2 separate regions of the Mus musculus genome follow, and region 1 is linked to region 2. A link is a contact called in public HiChIP or PLAC-seq data. All regions are on one chromosome and are shown on one strand. The core of a region is the stretch at or near the end of the contact, and the rest is flanking DNA. Distances in the headings are between cores, read along the strand shown. Region 1 holds the start of Tamm41 (TAM41 mitochondrial translocator assembly and maintenance homolog). Region 2 has its middle 37 kb from the start of Gm38876.

Region 1 (3,493 bases), core at 10-2,509, 55 kb before region 2:
ATCTTTCCCCAAGCCTCTGAATAAAGTGTTTAAACAAGCCCCCCCCCAAAAAAAAGAATATGTAAAGACTGTGGGACTTTTAAAGTTATTTAGATCTTGGGGATGAATAAGAATGTAAGGGTTGAGGCTTACTAGTGATGTGTTTGTGTATCAGGTTGACAAGGGGTCAATTGTACTGGCTAGTTTTGTGTCAACTTGACACAGCTGGAGTTATCACAGAGAAAGGAGCTTCAGTTGAGGAAATGCCTCCATGAGATCCAACTGTAAGGCATTTTCTCAATTAGTGATCAAGGGGGAAAGGCCCCTTATTGGTCAGACCATCTCTGGGCTGGTAGTCTTGTATTCTATAAGAGAGCAAACTGAGCAAGCCAGGGGAAGCAAGCCAGTAAAGAACATCCCTCCATGGCCTCTGCATCAGCTCCTGCTTTCTGACCTGCTTGAGCTCCAGTCCTGACTTCCTTGGTGATGAGCAGCAATGTGGAAATGTAAGCTGAATAAACCCTTTCCTCCCCAACTTGCTTCTTGGTCATGATGTTTGTGCAGGAATAGAAACCCTGACTAAGACACCATCCCTGAAGGGGCAAGAAGACTTCTCTGACTCTAAAATTGAATGCAAATGTGAGGGAATATTTATACAATATGTTTCCTTTTATGGAACATTTATTTATTATCAGACTTGAAAAAGACCTTTAACATGAAGAAACCACAGTCAGTTTCTAGCAATCACAATCCCCTGGGCCGGCATGTTTTACATTTCTTTTGTTTTTCTAAATCTTCAAATGCTCCTACAACTTGGCACTAGAGGTGATAGCTCCACAAGGTTGTGAATGAGGTAGTTCATGCTTTCATCTTAGCCCTTTGGAGACAGAGGCAGGTGGATGGCTGTGAGTTCGAGGCCAGCTTTGTCTATATAGCAAATTCCAGGGCTGTTGCACAGTGAAACCCTGTCTGAATGCTTTGAGGCCAGCCTGGTCTACAGAGTTAGTCCAGGACAGACAGGGATACACAGAGAAACCCTATCTCAAAAAAAAAAACAAAAAGCAAAAAGAAAATCAATATAAGGATGATTTAATTAATTAAATGGTTTAATAACCATTCGTAGTTTTAGTGCTACAAAGGATTTGCTAGGCTCTATAGCAGGTTGTCACAGGATAGACATGTAATGTGCTCCTCCGCCGGCTAGAGGGCGCTACGGAGCCTCGGCCTCCCCGCAGGTTGCCAGCTGCCCGCTCTGAAGCGCGCGTGCGTGGAGGGGCGGGACCGGGCGGAAGCGCGGTCCGCACGACCGGGAATTGCGAGCACAGGGTCGGCACAGCACCGTCTGTCCCACCGGCGGGCCAGCCCGCCCATGGCGCTGCAGGCGCTGCACAGCTCGGGCGTGGGCCTGCGCAGGATCCTGGCTCACTTCCCGGAGGACCTGAGTTTGGCCTTCGCCTACGGCTCCGCGGTGTATCGCCAGGCAGGACCCAGTGCCCACCAGGAGGTGAGTCGGAGGCCCCCTAGTTCCCCGACCAGTCCCATGCCTGGCACCTGTTCGCCCTCGCCGTTCCTCGCATGCCTTTCATTCCTGCGGAGCCCGGACACGCCAAGAGCCAATTGTTGAAATGTTCATCCTAGCAAAGTGTCCTTCGGTGTGAGCGGAATTTGGATTTCCCTGGTCAGGGTTGGCTGAAGGCTGCCCTCGAACTCACAGTACTGGAATTAAAAGGCTCGTGTTGTCACGCCAGGCAAATCTATATGTTTACATTTACTTAGTGATTATATAGCAAGCGCACCTGTACTTCTGCGCACACTTGAAGGTCACAGGACGACTTGAGGGAGTTGTTTCTCTCCTTGCACCACGTGGGTCGTGGTAGGTTGAACTCAGTTTATCTGGTTTGGCAGCAAGTGCTATTATATGCCGATCCATCACCAGCCTGAGCTGATAGGATAAGTGAGGCATGAGTAGTCTGTCTCCAATCTAAGTTGGGAGTGATGAGGAAGAGGTGGTGGCATTGCAGAGATGTAGTGGGAAGGGGGAAAAAACAAAGTAGCAGGTCCTACTTAAGTGTTTTCAGCCTTTGTCATTGGAGTTTTCCATAGCTTTTTAGCAATACAAAGACTGGTTTTGTCTGCAGGGATTGATTTCATTGGCCTAGGACTTTAGCAGTGTGTAAAACATCCCAGGTGACTAATTGGAAGCTAACTTTGAAAATCCCATCGAAAGATAAGGAGAAAATACGGAATGATCCGTGGGCTTCAGGAAGTTGATGGACTGGGTGTAGGGCCCAGGCAGGTAGCACATTTATTCAGGTCAGCACATTGAACAGGAATCTAGTTAGGATTGAGGCTTGTTACTCCAGAGTACGGAGTCTCAGTCACTGTACAGTAGGGCATCCTGGGTCTAGCTCCTGGCCAGGTCTTTCTTCCAGTTAAAATTCACCTGGTGTTTCTTGAATTTCTTCTACATCCTACCGATTTTCTCTAACAAATGGGAAAGTATGGATCATGGGCATATGAGAAATTGTGAGCTGTCCAGTTACTTCATATAGATTATCATAATTATACATTTTTTTTTTTACAATCATCCTTCAGTCAGGCATTGTGGTGTACCCACTTGTAATCCCAGCTTTAGGGAGACAGAAACCGGTGGATCCCTGGGGCTTCCTGGCTCCCGGCATACTTGGCAAGCTCCAGGTCAGTAAGAGACCCTGTCTCAGAAATAGATTAGATGGAGCGTGGGAGCAACAATCCGCGCCCTCTGACCTGCAAACATGGCTTCATATATCTGTACATACATGAAACTATCCATGTTACCTCCGAATCTTAAGTAATATCACCGATGGTTTAAGACCAGCCTGGGAAACAGCATTCCTGAACCTCCCGATAGACAGCTTGTAGGTTTTCAAAGAGGTTCTCCTCCGAGCTGACCTACACATCTCTCCCAGAGAGGACCCTTATTTCCTCTTCTTTTTCATTCTCTGCATTCATGCCAACAATTCTGTTGTGTTCTTCCAGGACGTTAGTGCCTGAATGGGCTCCCCTCCTCTGGAAAGTTCTTTAATGTGGAAAGTCGCCTTGATCTCATTTAGTACTGCATGAGTATGTTTTGTTAACAGCAGCATCAGACTGGGGGAGGGGGCGGGTTCTGGAACACGCCTGGCTCCAGAACAGGGAAGAGTTTCACTAACGTGACAGCCGTTTTCCACGCTTCCTGGGTTTCTTCTCCATGCTGTGTCCCCCTCTTACATTCCTCAGAACTCACACATGTCACATCCAAGAAAAAATCCTTTCTCCTTATTCTCCTGACTAATTTGAGTGCAGTTTGTATGTTAAGCGTTCCTATGTAGAATCTACTTGGACATAATTTGTCTATCTTTAGTGGTGGGCTCTTGAGTTCTCTGCCCTGAAACCTACCAGCCTTTTTTTTTTCTTAATATTTTTGAACTATTTTTAAAATACTTGTGTGTGTGAGTGTTTTATCTGTGTGAATGTATGTGTGCCACGTGCATGC
Region 2 (3,833 bases), core at 601-3,100:
TCTCCAAATGCACTGTTGTCACCCTGCCCTTACGTAGTGACATGACCAGTAATGGAAGGAAGTTGCACAGAATTGCTCCTAAATTGTGGAATGGGAGCAAAGATTAAACTGCCCCGTGATTTACTTCTAGGTGACCTTCAGCTGAGGAGCCGCTGGTGGCACAGAGAGTGTGTCACGGGGCATTGTCATTTTGATGTCTGGGGCCAGTAGTTCCTTAAGCCATTCTGTGGGTCTGATTCCCACTTGGTGAATAAACAGGGTGACATCATGGTGCCATGATCTCAAGGGATTGTTGGAGTTGGCCTGCTGTTTGCTGGTTGGGAGAGGCTGGCAGTGGTCTCTGGGGATGTTTGTCATCACTACAGCTCATAGTCCTGTGGCTCTCAAGGGATGGGTGACAAACTGCCATCTTTCGGTCCCTTCGGCCTCCTCATGGCCCTCTGTACTTAGTCTGCTTGTCTCTACAGTTCAGCCAGAGTCCTAGCTGTGCAACTCCAGGAAACTTCCTGAGCATCCTGGGCCCACATTCTGTTCATATAGAGGGCAGAGGACTACTTACTACTGACTTGAAGGATTCATCACTGTGAATATCAGCTCAGAATCTACTTGGCACACCCCTGATGAGGGTCAGGAAGAGAGTGGACCCCAAGGAAATGATGGCTCCTGACCTGCATGGAAAAGACACTACTACTACTACTACTACTTCCAATGTATACAGAGGGCGCTGGAGAGATGGGCCCATGGTTAGGGGCACTGGCTGCTCCTGCAGGGGATCTAAGTTGGATTACCAGCACCCACCCAACTGCCTGCAACTCCAGTTCCAGAAGATCCAATGTCCTTGACTAGGCTCTGCAAGCAGTGTATGCACGACACAGACACACAGACACAGACACACACACAGACACACAGACACACACACACACACACACTACATCGCAAAAATTCTTCTAAAAATGTTTATTAAATGGGGAATGGCATTCAGTAACCAGTAAAGGGAGGAGAAGCCATACTCTCAGGTCCTGTTGGCAGAATCTAACATGCAGTAGCTGTTCAATAACTGTGACATTGAAAACCATCGTGAGTCTTGAGCACCTCAAAAGGCAACAACACTTAGCATCTACTATAGTCCAGGTACTATAAAGACCCGAAGGAACTTATTTTTAAAAGGAAAGCTAGAATTTGACTCCCAGATTACCTGATGACCAGTCATTATATGATGCTGGACCATGCTAATTTCACTCATGAGGATGAACAGGCATGAAGCAGGATCTACCTTGGGGAGGATAGATGTTTTATGAATGAAATCACGATGGGTTGTGCAAACAGTCTGGCAAATCTGGACCCTATAGCCAGCATCCCCCACAGGGTGAATGAGTCAGTCAGCTCTGCGCTGTTCAGTGGTGTGGCCAGCAGGGCAGAACTCCTTAGAGGTTTTTCTGTGGCTCTGGGGGTCTCTTGGTTGTGAGAGGATGGGTACTTTACCAAGCTGCCTTGGCAGCAACTGTTGAATGCAGTTTATAGCAAAGGTGACAATGTCCTTCTCTTCAGGGTCAAGCTGAGCATCGTGGCTGGACAGAATCAAGTGTCCCTAACACTGGAAGGCTGGTCTGCTTGTCCAAGTCCCTCCCCATCACCTGAAAAAGATTCTGTGCCGGTAAGTTTTTGTCAACGTGATACAAGCGAGGGCCATCTGGGAAGAAAGAGCCTCAGTCGAGAAAAAGTTTCTATTTGAGGCTTGTGGGCAAGTTTGGTTTTGTTTGTTTTTTGATTAATGATTGGTGTAGGAGGGTCCAGCCTACTGTGACTGGTGCCACCCCTGAGCAGGTGGCTCTGGGATATATAGAAATGCAATCAAATCAAGCCATGAGAAGCAAGCAGGTAAGCAACGCGCCTCCATGGCTCTGCTTCAGTTCCTGTCTGCTGGTTCCCATGAGCTCCTGCCCTGGCTTCAGTTAGTGATGAACTGTGATCTGGGAAGTGTGAGCTGAAATCAACCCGTTCCTCCCCAAGCTACTTTGAGCCATGGTACTTACCACAGCAATAGAAAGCTGCCTGGTGGGCTTGTTCTTTGGGTCACTCAGAGGAAGATGTCTGCAAGGTCCAGACTTCTGATGAGACGTAGCTATGCCATTCTTTGCCAGATCCCTAGATATTGTGTTGTCTGGTCTCTCTAACTAACTGTGAATGCCATTCCTAAGGCATCCTTTGCCAGCTTAGGGTAGGCATCTGGCCAGGCTGGGGCTGAGGAAACTAGGGAGGTAGGGAGAAAGGACCCCGCCAACCAGGCTCAGGATAGTAGGCTTTCCCAGTGTTTCTCAGGCTTAGAGGACATACCTAGCAAGCTTCCTATGTGGGTAGTGTGAAGACTGGAGAGAACAGAATTTTAGTCAGATGTGCTCAGTTGCTGTTGTGGCTCCTCAGGAAGGTGTTGTGGGTTGAGATGGTCCTCTGCACTTCAGCCTGGCTCTGTCAGGCCAGCTGTGCAGTCTTGGGGAAATAGCTGAACCTCTCTGAGCATTGATTTGCTCAGATAAAAAATGGTGAGTGATAGACCTGTCATCACAGTCATTGTAAAGGTGAACTTTGATCTCCCACTGTGAGACACTGAAGAGGGACATGGGATCTGATGTTAGATGCTTGGAGGAGGGACTGCAGGAGGTAGGTGCTCGGGGTTTGGTTGTCAGGTCTTCAGGGTGTAGCCTTATGGTCAACATGCAGATACCTGTGCAAAGATGGAGCCAGGGCCTTGGATACCGTTGGCTGGGTGAGGGCTTGTTTGCATGCAGGCATCCTGGATTCAGTCTCTGGAACTACCAAAACAACTACCAGATTTATAAAGAAGAGGAAGCAGGACTCGTGTGACTCTCCCTATCTGTCACCATGACTGCTGCACCATCTGAGACTCGGCCAGCAAACAGTCCCTTGCCAGACACCTGGGGCCATGCGCATGCACTTCCCACCTCCTAAATTATGAATCGAAGAAACCTTTCCTCTTCTTAAACATTAAAAAGCTACACTTATTAATTTGTGTGTGTGTGTGTGTGTGTGTGTGTGTGTGTGTGTGTGTGTGTGTGTGTAGGCCAGAGGACAACTTGTACAGTTGGTTCTTCCCTTCTACAGTGTGAGTTCTGTGGATCAAACTCAAGTCATTAGTCTCGGTGGTAAGCACCTTTACCCAACAAACCCAAACCTTATTTCTTTATAAAGTTGCCATGCTTCTGACATTTGGGTATAACAACAGAAAACTCACTATGACACTTGGTTTAGGTCTTTTCCTCCTGAAAGCAATCAATTCCTAAGACAACTTTTCTCTCCCCTCCCCTCCCCTCTCCTCCCCTCCCCTCCCCTCCCCTCCCCTCTTCTCACCTCATATCTTTTTTTCTTTGCCTTTTCTTTATTGTCATGTTCTCTTGTAGCCCAGGCTAGCCTTAAACTCCCCATGCTGCTGAGGATGGCCTTGAGTGTCTGATTCTCCTGCCTCTACCTTCCCAGCGGTAATAAGATTACAGATGTTCACCACCACTCTCTCTGCATCCAGATGTTTACATCATCTCACTTCTCTTCCCACTCTTGGCACTCTCTGAGACTTTACTGAGCTAGAATGTGAATCTAAACCCCAAGGCCCCAGTCACCATGTGTGTGTCATGGAGCTCTTTGCAGAAGTCGATGTTTATGAACATTCCAACCTAGGGGTTGTTTTACAGAGCTAATCCCAAGGCTAACTCGGGCTATATCCTGGAAAGTATTTTACAGCTAACTCAATACAGAGGATGCTTCGTTGAGATGATGTCTAGGATGTCTTTGGCTCTGTGCACACAAGCTGAGATGTTCCA

What was found. HiChIP or PLAC-seq counts read pairs in DNA pulled down with a chosen protein or histone mark.
Region 1: a contact with region 2 is called in an HNF4G HiChIP or PLAC-seq map of pancreatic cancer cells. The contact joins the promoter of Tamm41 here to the enhancer-like site in region 2. A contact is called at or near these places in 6 of 39 promoter capture datasets (cranial neural crest, embryonic stem cells, frontonasal cranial neural crest and 2 more), 6 of 484 Hi-C or Micro-C datasets (the HL-1 cell line, the N1E-115 cell line, cortical neurons and 1 more), 5 of 115 datasets of contacts at active chromatin or transcription factors (embryonic stem cells, large pre-B cells and pancreatic cancer cells) and 2 of 9 other capture datasets (adipose tissue and liver).

Annotation. Positions count from the first base shown.
Region 1 is chr6:115,035,640-115,039,132 of GRCm38.p6, reverse strand. It overlaps Tamm41 (TAM41 mitochondrial translocator assembly and maintenance homolog), which reads left to right and starts at 1,259. Exons shown (of 8, transcript NM_026894.1): 1 at 1,259-1,483. The coding sequence starts at 1,349.
Region 2 is chr6:114,980,853-114,984,685 of GRCm38.p6, reverse strand. No RefSeq gene overlaps it. Among named protein-coding and RNA genes, the nearest start is that of Gm38876, 37 kb to the right of the region's middle. Within about 2 kb of position 1,850, at least 8 of the 459 cell types and tissues checked have an H3K27ac peak or open chromatin away from gene starts, as enhancers often do. A contact at or near this core is called in pancreatic cancer cells, where this site is marked.